Regions from separate parts of the Mus musculus genome. Here all the other regions are linked to region 3. Evidence: chromatin contacts called from public Hi-C and HiChIP or PLAC-seq data. All regions are on one chromosome and are shown on one strand. The core of a region is the stretch at or near the end of the contact, and the rest is flanking DNA. Distances in the headings are between cores, read along the strand shown.

Region 1 (2,700 bases), core at 28-2,527, 230 kb after region 3:
TCTGGCCTCTGTGCTATTATGAGTCCCTTTATGGATGAGGAAACTGAGGCACAGAGAAGCTTAGCCATTTCCCCCGACACACAGCTAAGTTATTATGGTATTCCAAGTTTGCTGACGCCTCAGACACAGCCAACCTTCACCAAGCTGAGAAGTCTGTTGTTCCTAAGGCTTGACAGTGGTGGTGAACAGGTGGGTGATAAAACAAGACTCTGGATGCTTTCAAGACGGCACAAGGGGCCTGGGACCAGGATGTGAGCTCTGTTCTAAGGTCTAAGTATTTCTGCTCAGATGGAAGGTATCCTGGGACAGAGGCCAAGGTGCTTTCGTGTGGGCTGCTGGGTGGTGTCCAAGGAGAATCCTGGGAGCCTGGAAACAGCCAGAGGCCTGCAGGCAGAGGGAAAGCTGTCCAGGTTGGGATACATTTGAGTCTCAAGGGACCTAAGAACACACACTGACAGGTGGACCTGTGGTCAGCAGAGAATCACACTCATACACACACACACACACACACACACACACACACACACACACACACACATGATCCCTTCCCTGGCCAGCACTGAGATGCTACACCATTAAGACCTTGGATTGAGATAAGAATGGGGGCCTCTATTGAAAGCAGCCCAGTATCCCAACCATTACAATGTGCCTAAGTGTCAGTTGAGACCTTAAACTGACCACCACATGCACTCCATGGGTACTGACATGATCCAGCTATATCCCTCCATCCTTTCTGCTCTCAGACCAGGTGTCTAAGGAGCCTGGTGCTGAATGCATCTAATGCTGCCTGTGAGATGAGCTGGGTCTGGAACCTGTGGCCAAAGTCTGAATCTACCTCTCATGCGAGTCTAAAACCTAGATATTAGGGTGTACTTCTCCTCATTCCCTAGGGGCAGAGTGGTCCCCTGTCTCTTGGCCAGTAAATTGCCTTGGTGATGAACCCTCTACAGCACTGTCCTTCTAGGTGATGTGTGGTTGTCACAGCCTAGGAGAGCTAGAATTCCAAGCCTTCCTATGCAGCAGTAGGAATTGGAGAATGGTGCATCGTCCTTGGAGAGGTTGATGCAGCAATCTCACTCTAGGCAGGTACTCAGAGGAACAGGAAGCAAGGACATGGCAGGCACTGCAGCCAGCGTCCACCATGCTTCTCATAGCTGGCAAAGGGCTTGTGAATCAAGGGTCCCCCAACAGATGCATGAATGAGCAGAGTTTGCTCAGGCCACACACTATTACTACATTAGACAAATGAGGGCGGTGCCATTTCCTACACTCTGTGTGTGAGCCTGCCAATATGCTCACAGGGAAAGAAGCCAGACACAGTAGGGCCTGTGTGATGTGAGTCACAGACATGTGATATCCAGAACAGGAGGATTCGTGAGTATAAAGGATGTTCTAACGGTTGTCAGGAGCTAAGGGGAGGAGGGAGGGGATGACTCATCAATGGGCATGCAATCTGTTGAGCAGTGACTAACATAGCTTAAAACTAGACACTGGAAAACCTTCCTAGGCAGGAATGAAATGTGAGACCTGAGGGAGGTTCTCTGAGCTTTAAGGATGTGAAAGGGCTGGGCAGCAGAGGAAAGGCCCAGCTGCAGGGGAACTTTTGTCAAAGATGGAGTCGCAGACACCAGGCTCTGCCCAGAGTCTGTGGGGGTGGGGAGTAGAGCTCCTCTCTGTCACCTCCAGGCCTGCTGAGGAGGACTTGGCCAGCTGCAATCCCTCCTTGCCACTTCCCTGGCTTTGTCCTTTCACAGCGAGGAGAAATAGAAGCACATTTTAGTATCCTTTGGAACATTCCACCTTCTGGGGCCAAGGAGGAAAAATCTGACAGGGAGTTTAAGGTCAGTAGGGCAACCTAGTGAGGCGCTGCAGCAAAACAAAAATGTAAGAAGAGGGTTGTGCACACGTGTACACACATACACATTCACAAACACACAGACACACATTACACACCTGCTCAGGAATGACTCAGTGCTAGGGCATTTTCTATGTACCAGGTTCTGAGTTCAAATTCCAGTGTTCTCCCCAAAAGAAAAACCCATCTATGAAGACTGTGGATGTAATTAGTGACAGTTTTACTGTGGTCCAGGGTCACCATTTTGGCTTTTCTGTCACTGACAAGCAGCTTGAGGGATTTTATTGTTTGAGGAAAGGGCTGTGTATAGACACCTAACCCACCCAGCTCCCTTCATCTGACAGCTGTGCCACACTGAGAGCTCCCAGAACTATATGGGGGAGAAGAGGAAAAAAATTCTTGTTTGTTTGTTTGTTTGTTTGTTTGTTTGTTTGGATTTTGGGAACCTTTTGTTGTTGTTGGTGGTGGTGGTGGTTGTTGTTGTTGTTGTTGTTGTTGTTGTTGTTGTTGTTGTTTGAGACATGGTTTCTCTGCATAACTCTGGCTGTCCTGGAACTCACTCTGTAAACCAGGCTGGCTTCAAAGAGATGCCTCTGCCTCTGCCTCTGCCTCTGCCTCTGCCTCTGCCTCTGCCTCTGCCTCTGCCTCTGCCTCTGCCTCTGCCTCTGCCTCTGCCTCTGCCTCTGCCTCTGCCTCTGCCTCTGCCTCTGCCTCTGCCTCTGCCTCTGCCTCTGCCTCTGCCTCTGCCTCTGCCTCTGCCTCTGCCTCTGCCTCTGCCTCTGCCTCTGCCTCTGCCTCTGCCACGAGACTTGGGATTAAAGGCATATACCATCATTGATCAGCTT
Region 2 (2,700 bases), core at 189-2,688, 180 kb before region 3:
ACTAAAAGGCTGGGTCCAGTTGGCTTAGCATGGAGAGAGAAGAGAAGGTTTACATCAGTGCAAAAGGGGGGAGGGCTGAAGTCAGTGCAGAAGAGGAGGGCGCTTTACAACCCTGAAAGCTGCAAGGTAAAAACAGGCAGAAGAGGACCTATAAAAACTCAATTTTCCATAAAAACCACGATAACTAGCTTTGCAAGGCCCAGACTTTGATCCCAAACCCATACATGTATACTTACTACAAATACCACACCATATATCCCCCAACACACACATATGTACATAATATACATCTCACATACACACATACCTATAACATACATACACCACGCACAAACCCTTTACACACACACCGTACCATACACACACTCTATACCACACATAACACACACATACACATATATATATGTATGTGTGTGTGTATGTGTACATATATGTATATATGTATACATAACACATGTTCACACCATACTTTACACTACACATAGAGAAGGAGAGAGAGAGACAAACATGTGTATCACATATATCACACATTCACTCCTCGCATATACATAACACACATACACTACTTACATATACATACCATACACATATACCACCTGCACACACAAACACATAAACACATACCATATATGTACTTGCATACCCACTCAAATATACCATACATACCACATATCCCCACTACTACATGGACTTTCACACACACAACATACTATGTATACCCCCACAGACCATATACACTTGCAAATATACAATAAATATTACACCACATATGCACACACACACACCAAACACTACACTCACACCATACACACACTTGCATACATATAAACACACACACACACACATACACATTCCTGCCAACAGTGGTCAAAATCAATTCCTTTAGAACTCTGAAAATCCTCAGATTCTTACAGCTGAGAAACAAGATATTAAAGAAAATAAACTGGGTCTCGTTAGAAGTGGTAAAGTTTGTGGCATTCCAACAGGCTTGAGTACCACACCTCATTCTTCCTTCTGTATGGTCTTGGAAAATCACAGCCCACATTTGCAGTGATATCCAGATGGGGCTGGAATACTCTAAAGACTCATTCTCAGGCCATACATAGTGGCTCACACTTGCAATACCAGAACACGGGAGGCCAAGCCTGGAAGATTGTGAGTTTGAGGCTATCTTAGGCTACACAGAGAAAGCATATCTCAAAACAAAAATAGTCCTAGACTCATTCTCAAGGAATTGTCTTTATCTGACCTGCCTCCTGCAACACCAGGAGAATGACTTATAAAAGCCGCCAGTATTTAATCTGACTTGGGGTTCAGCCAAGGCAAATATCATCTCCCCGAGGACATTTGCCAAGACAAGCAGGCGGAACTCTGAAACACCTCCAGCAATGCATAACAGTCAAGACAAATAATGCACTAACCGCACTGCTTAGGAGGGCAAACAGAAAACAGGAGGAAGGTTCTGTCAGCAAAATTGACCAAGCAAGTCCCTCTGCATAGCCACCCTTCTCTAAACATGGTCCCAGTCAGCCGTGGTGACCCAAGGAGAGGCCATTCAAGGCAAATGGCTGAGTCGTAATGGGGAGTCTCCCCTCACAACCGATTGAAGTACACTCGGTGCCTACTGTCTTCTACCCAGAGGTGTGGGAGTGTATTTCATATGCAACGAGTGTCCTCACTTCCTGGCTGGAGGATGGGTAAGAGATAAGATGGCAGAGAGATAAACAAATAAATAGCTAAAGAATCAAATGTTTACAGGAGATTTGGAAACCTCCCCCATATCTCAACACAAAGAGGCCCCAGACATGAGTAAAGCTGTAGGCAGCTTGGAAACTATCTGGGCGATTCAGAGCTCTCACTGACAGCTGGCCTGGGGGGTGCACAGACAGAAAATAAAGGGTGAGTCAAAATTACAGACTTCGAGCAGAGTGTGGATGGCAAGTCATAATACACACAGTGATCCTCTACAAATATTGGGAGATCTGCCAGCTAAGAAGACGTCTGTGACTTTAAAGAATCCATTCTGAAGAAACAGGAAGCTACAGGTTGCTCCAATGAACAGCAACGACTAATCCTCTGAAGGGGAAGTAGTTCATGTCTAGAATAGATTTACATTATTAACAACATACCAAGGGTCTAGAGAGATGGCTCTAAGGTTAGGAACTCTCACTGCTCTTACAGAGGACTCAGTTCAGCTCCCAGATTACAACTGCCTGTAGCTCCAGTTCCAGGGGATCTGATGTCCTCTTCCATAGGCAGCCATAAATACACAACACACGATACACATGTGCTTACACACAGCTAAAATAAATAATTTAAATGTTTTAAAGAAAGCAAACAAAAAAAATCGATATGAAAAGAAACAAGAAAATATGCCCCCAAACTTTAGGGGGTGGGGAGCACGTGTTCCTCAGGAGAGCCAGATATGGGCCTCATTAATCAAACGTGTCAAAGCAGCTATTTTGAACATCCTCAAGGAGCTTTTAAAAAAAACTGTATTTAATAAGCTTTTGCTTGCAGTTAGAAAAATGATTCGAAGTCATCGAGTAGAATTGGAAGATATGGTAGCAGAAATGAAAGTTTCACTTGAGAGACTCAGCAGCAGATGAGAGCTAACAGAAGACAATAAACACTGAGCTAGAAAATGTATTGATAAGTCTGTAATATGAGGAGTACTGAGACAAAGATGGAGGAAGATGA
Region 3 (2,700 bases), core at 10-2,509:
TACAGCATTGGGGAAAATGTCCTCTGAGGCCAGAATGGCCAGTCAGTAGGACTTGACACTCAGATGCAGAAAAATGGGTTTGCATTTTAAGGAAGAGTATAAACCTTAGCAACTACATCCCTGGAACTTTCTCAGTTGGCTCCGGGTCAGGGATGGCTGACTAACTGCAGAGATACTTCTGTAAGGCAGGGGTTCTGTTCTTCATGCTCTTCCTGCCAGAAGCCTTAGGCAGTCTACCTGAGTTCCAGCAGCCTCAGTCGTTTCCCTGGGAAACGTGGGTTTGCTATATTTATTTCTTCTTTTATGTTCTGGTTGTAGCAACTTGAATGGCTCAAGTTCAAAGCCAAGTGCCCCTTGTTCAAGCTAAAAGTGTAGAAGACTAATAGAACCTGAACATCCTTGCATCAACATATTTGTTGATTTTGAAAATATGGGATATATATATATATATATATATATATATATATATATATATACATACACACACACATTTGTGTGTCTATATACACACACTCATATACATGTATTCACACAAGTAAATGTATGTGTGTATATATATGCAAATATATATAAACACACCTACACACATAAACATATATATATATACATATATATATGTGTGTGTGTGTGTGTGTGTGTGTGTGTGTGTGTGTGTGTGTGTGTGTGTGTGTGTGTTTGTACTCAGAGCCTGATATATACTCAGAAAACGCCCTACCACTGAATCATTCTTGAGCAGGTGTTTAGCGTGTGTCTTTTGTTTGTGAATGTGTAAGTGTGCATCCATGTGCACAGCCCTCTCTTTACTTTTTTGGTTTGACACACTGCCTCACTACACACATTGACCTACTGACCTTAAACTTGCTATCAGCTATTTCCGCCTTGGCCCAAAAGAAGGAGTGGATGAGATGACATGGAACAAGCTTCAATTTCTCCTCACAGGAAAGTGGGAAGGAGCAGCTGCAGCTGGCCAAATCTTCCTCAGCAGTCATGAGGGTGTCAGAGAGGAACTCTGTTCCCCATTCCCAAGGCGCTGGCAGAATCTGGTTCTGAGCCCTATATCATGTTGTATTCTTGTCACTATGTCCCAACAACACACACAAATGTCACTTCGATCAGCTGGTGTTTCCTCTACTGCCCAGCCCTTTCACATCCTTAAAGCTCAGAGAACCTCCCCTGAGGACTCACATTTTGATGCCTGTCTCAGCCGGTTTTCTAAATCTAGTTTTAAGCTATGTTAGTCACTGCTCAACTGATTGCATGCCCATTGATGAGTCATCCTCTCCTTCCCCATAGCTCTCCACAACCAGTAGAAGATTCTGTATGTACATGAATCTGCCTGTTCTGGGATCACATGTCTCTGGGTCACATGACACAGGCCCTACTGAGTCTGGCTTCTTTCCCTGTGAGTATATTGGCAGGCTCATACACAGGCAGCAGAAAAATGTCACCTCCCTCATTTGTCTAATGAAGTAATAGTGTGTGGCCTGAGCAAACTCTGCTCATCCATTCATCTGTTGGGGAACCCTTGAGTCACAAGCACTTTGCTGACTATGAAAAAGGATGGTGGACGCTGGCTGCAGTACCTGCCATGTCTTTGCTTCCTGTTCCTCTGAGCACCTGCCTATAGTGTGATTGCTGCATCATCCTCTCCAAAGATGCTACACCATTCTCCGTTCCTTCTGCTGCACATGAAGGCTTGGAATTCCAGCCCTGCAAGGCTGGGCCAACCAAACATCACCTAGATTGACAAGTTCTCGTCAAATGCCTCCATTTGGAAGCTGTTTCTATGATGTAGCTGCAGGGCTTCGTGTTGTGTGAGGGTAGAGGTGGCATCTAGGACATTGATGGTTATTATAACTATTGTCGGCACTATTGCTTCCTATCCCATAGTGCTGCATGGCAGACATTATCTGATTATTGGTGAGCAGACATGAAACCTTGACAATGACCTCTGTCAGGTGGTTGGGTTAAAATCTCAAGGTGTCTCTATATGTCTGAGTTTCATTAGACACAGTGGGCCATTGACAGAAGGAAGGAAGAAAAACATAATTGAGTGAGAGAGACTACACCCCTCTGCTGCCTCGATTTTTAAATTTTAAGAAATGGATGCTCAGCTTGTAGAAACCACTGAGCCATGCAGGAAGTTCCCAGGCAGTGAACCGCAGTGGACAGCAATGTTTCCAGGCTCCTATCTTTCCCCTCCACAGTGTCACCTCTACTGCACACTGGGCCTCTTCCTTTAGAGGCTTCTTTACCAAGACAATATCTGGTTGGCAAGAGGAATGCAAAATGTCAGCTCCCAAGGAATGCGGAGAAGCAAACCCAGATATCTAGGCTCTAGACTCCCTTATTGGATGGACTTTAATTTGGCAATGAGTTTCAGACCCACCACATTTAGTAGCATGAGATTTTGTCAAGCCCAGGCTCCTTAAATACTTGATTAGAGAACCAAAAGGATGGAGGGATATAGCTGAGTCATGTCACTACTCATGGACTTCACGTGGCAACCAGTTCAGAGCCTTGACTGGCAGTTAGGCACATGGTCATTGTGGGGAAACTTGGCTGCTGTCAATAGATGGTCCCTTCTTCTCCCACCACACCATGGTTCTATGTGTGGTATCTTGGTGCTCACTGGGAAGGGAATACTTCCCAGTGTGTGTGATTTTCTGCTGAGCACAGGTCCACCTGTCACTGTGTGTT

Evidence for each region. Hi-C and Micro-C count contacts between places; a contact is called where the count stands out from the background. HiChIP or PLAC-seq counts read pairs in DNA pulled down with a chosen protein or histone mark.
Region 1: an H3K27ac HiChIP or PLAC-seq map of trophoblast stem cells shows a contact between it and region 3, with 7 times the contacts expected there. The contact joins two enhancer-like sites. A contact is called at or near these places in 17 of 39 promoter capture datasets (the 3T3-L1 cell line, 3T3-L1-derived adipocytes, the HPC-7 cell line and 7 more), 2 of 15 datasets of contacts at CTCF or cohesin (embryonic stem cells and large pre-B cells), 14 of 484 Hi-C or Micro-C datasets (the C2C12 cell line, the G1E-ER4 cell line, bone marrow-derived macrophages and 6 more), 5 of 115 datasets of contacts at active chromatin or transcription factors (bone marrow-derived macrophages, cardiomyocytes, embryonic stem cells and 1 more) and 3 of 9 other capture datasets (adipose tissue, embryonic stem cells and macrophages).
Region 2: a Hi-C map of adipose-derived mesenchymal stem cells shows a contact between it and region 3, with 1.8 times the contacts expected there. The contact joins two enhancer-like sites. A contact is called at or near these places in 2 of 39 promoter capture datasets (the 3T3-L1 cell line and hippocampal neurons), 10 of 484 Hi-C or Micro-C datasets (adipose-derived mesenchymal stem cells, cardiomyocytes, cortical neurons and 7 more) and 1 of 9 other capture datasets (embryonic stem cells).

The regions. Positions count from the first base shown.
Region 1 is chr12:104,414,429-104,417,128 of GRCm38.p6, forward strand. No RefSeq gene overlaps it. Among named protein-coding and RNA genes, the nearest start is that of Gm24334, 3.6 kb to the right of the region's middle. Within about 2 kb of position 1,278, at least 100 of the 459 cell types and tissues checked have an H3K27ac peak or open chromatin away from gene starts, as enhancers often do. A contact at or near this core is called in bone marrow-derived macrophages and trophoblast stem cells, where this site is marked.
Region 2 is chr12:104,001,478-104,004,177 of GRCm38.p6, forward strand. Serpina9 (serine (or cysteine) peptidase inhibitor, clade A (alpha-1 antiproteinase, antitrypsin), member 9) reads right to left here. Exons shown (of 5, transcript NM_001361910.1): 3 at 1-23. Among named protein-coding and RNA genes, the nearest start is that of Serpina9, 11 kb to the right of the region's middle. Within about 2 kb of position 1,439, at least 88 of the 459 cell types and tissues checked have an H3K27ac peak or open chromatin away from gene starts, as enhancers often do. A contact at or near this core is called in adipose-derived mesenchymal stem cells, where this site is marked.
Region 3 is chr12:104,185,137-104,187,836 of GRCm38.p6, forward strand. No RefSeq gene overlaps it. Among named protein-coding and RNA genes, the nearest start is that of Serpina3f, 28 kb to the right of the region's middle. Within about 2 kb of position 1,260, at least 38 of the 459 cell types and tissues checked have an H3K27ac peak or open chromatin away from gene starts, as enhancers often do. A contact at or near this core is called in adipose-derived mesenchymal stem cells, bone marrow-derived macrophages and trophoblast stem cells, where this site is marked.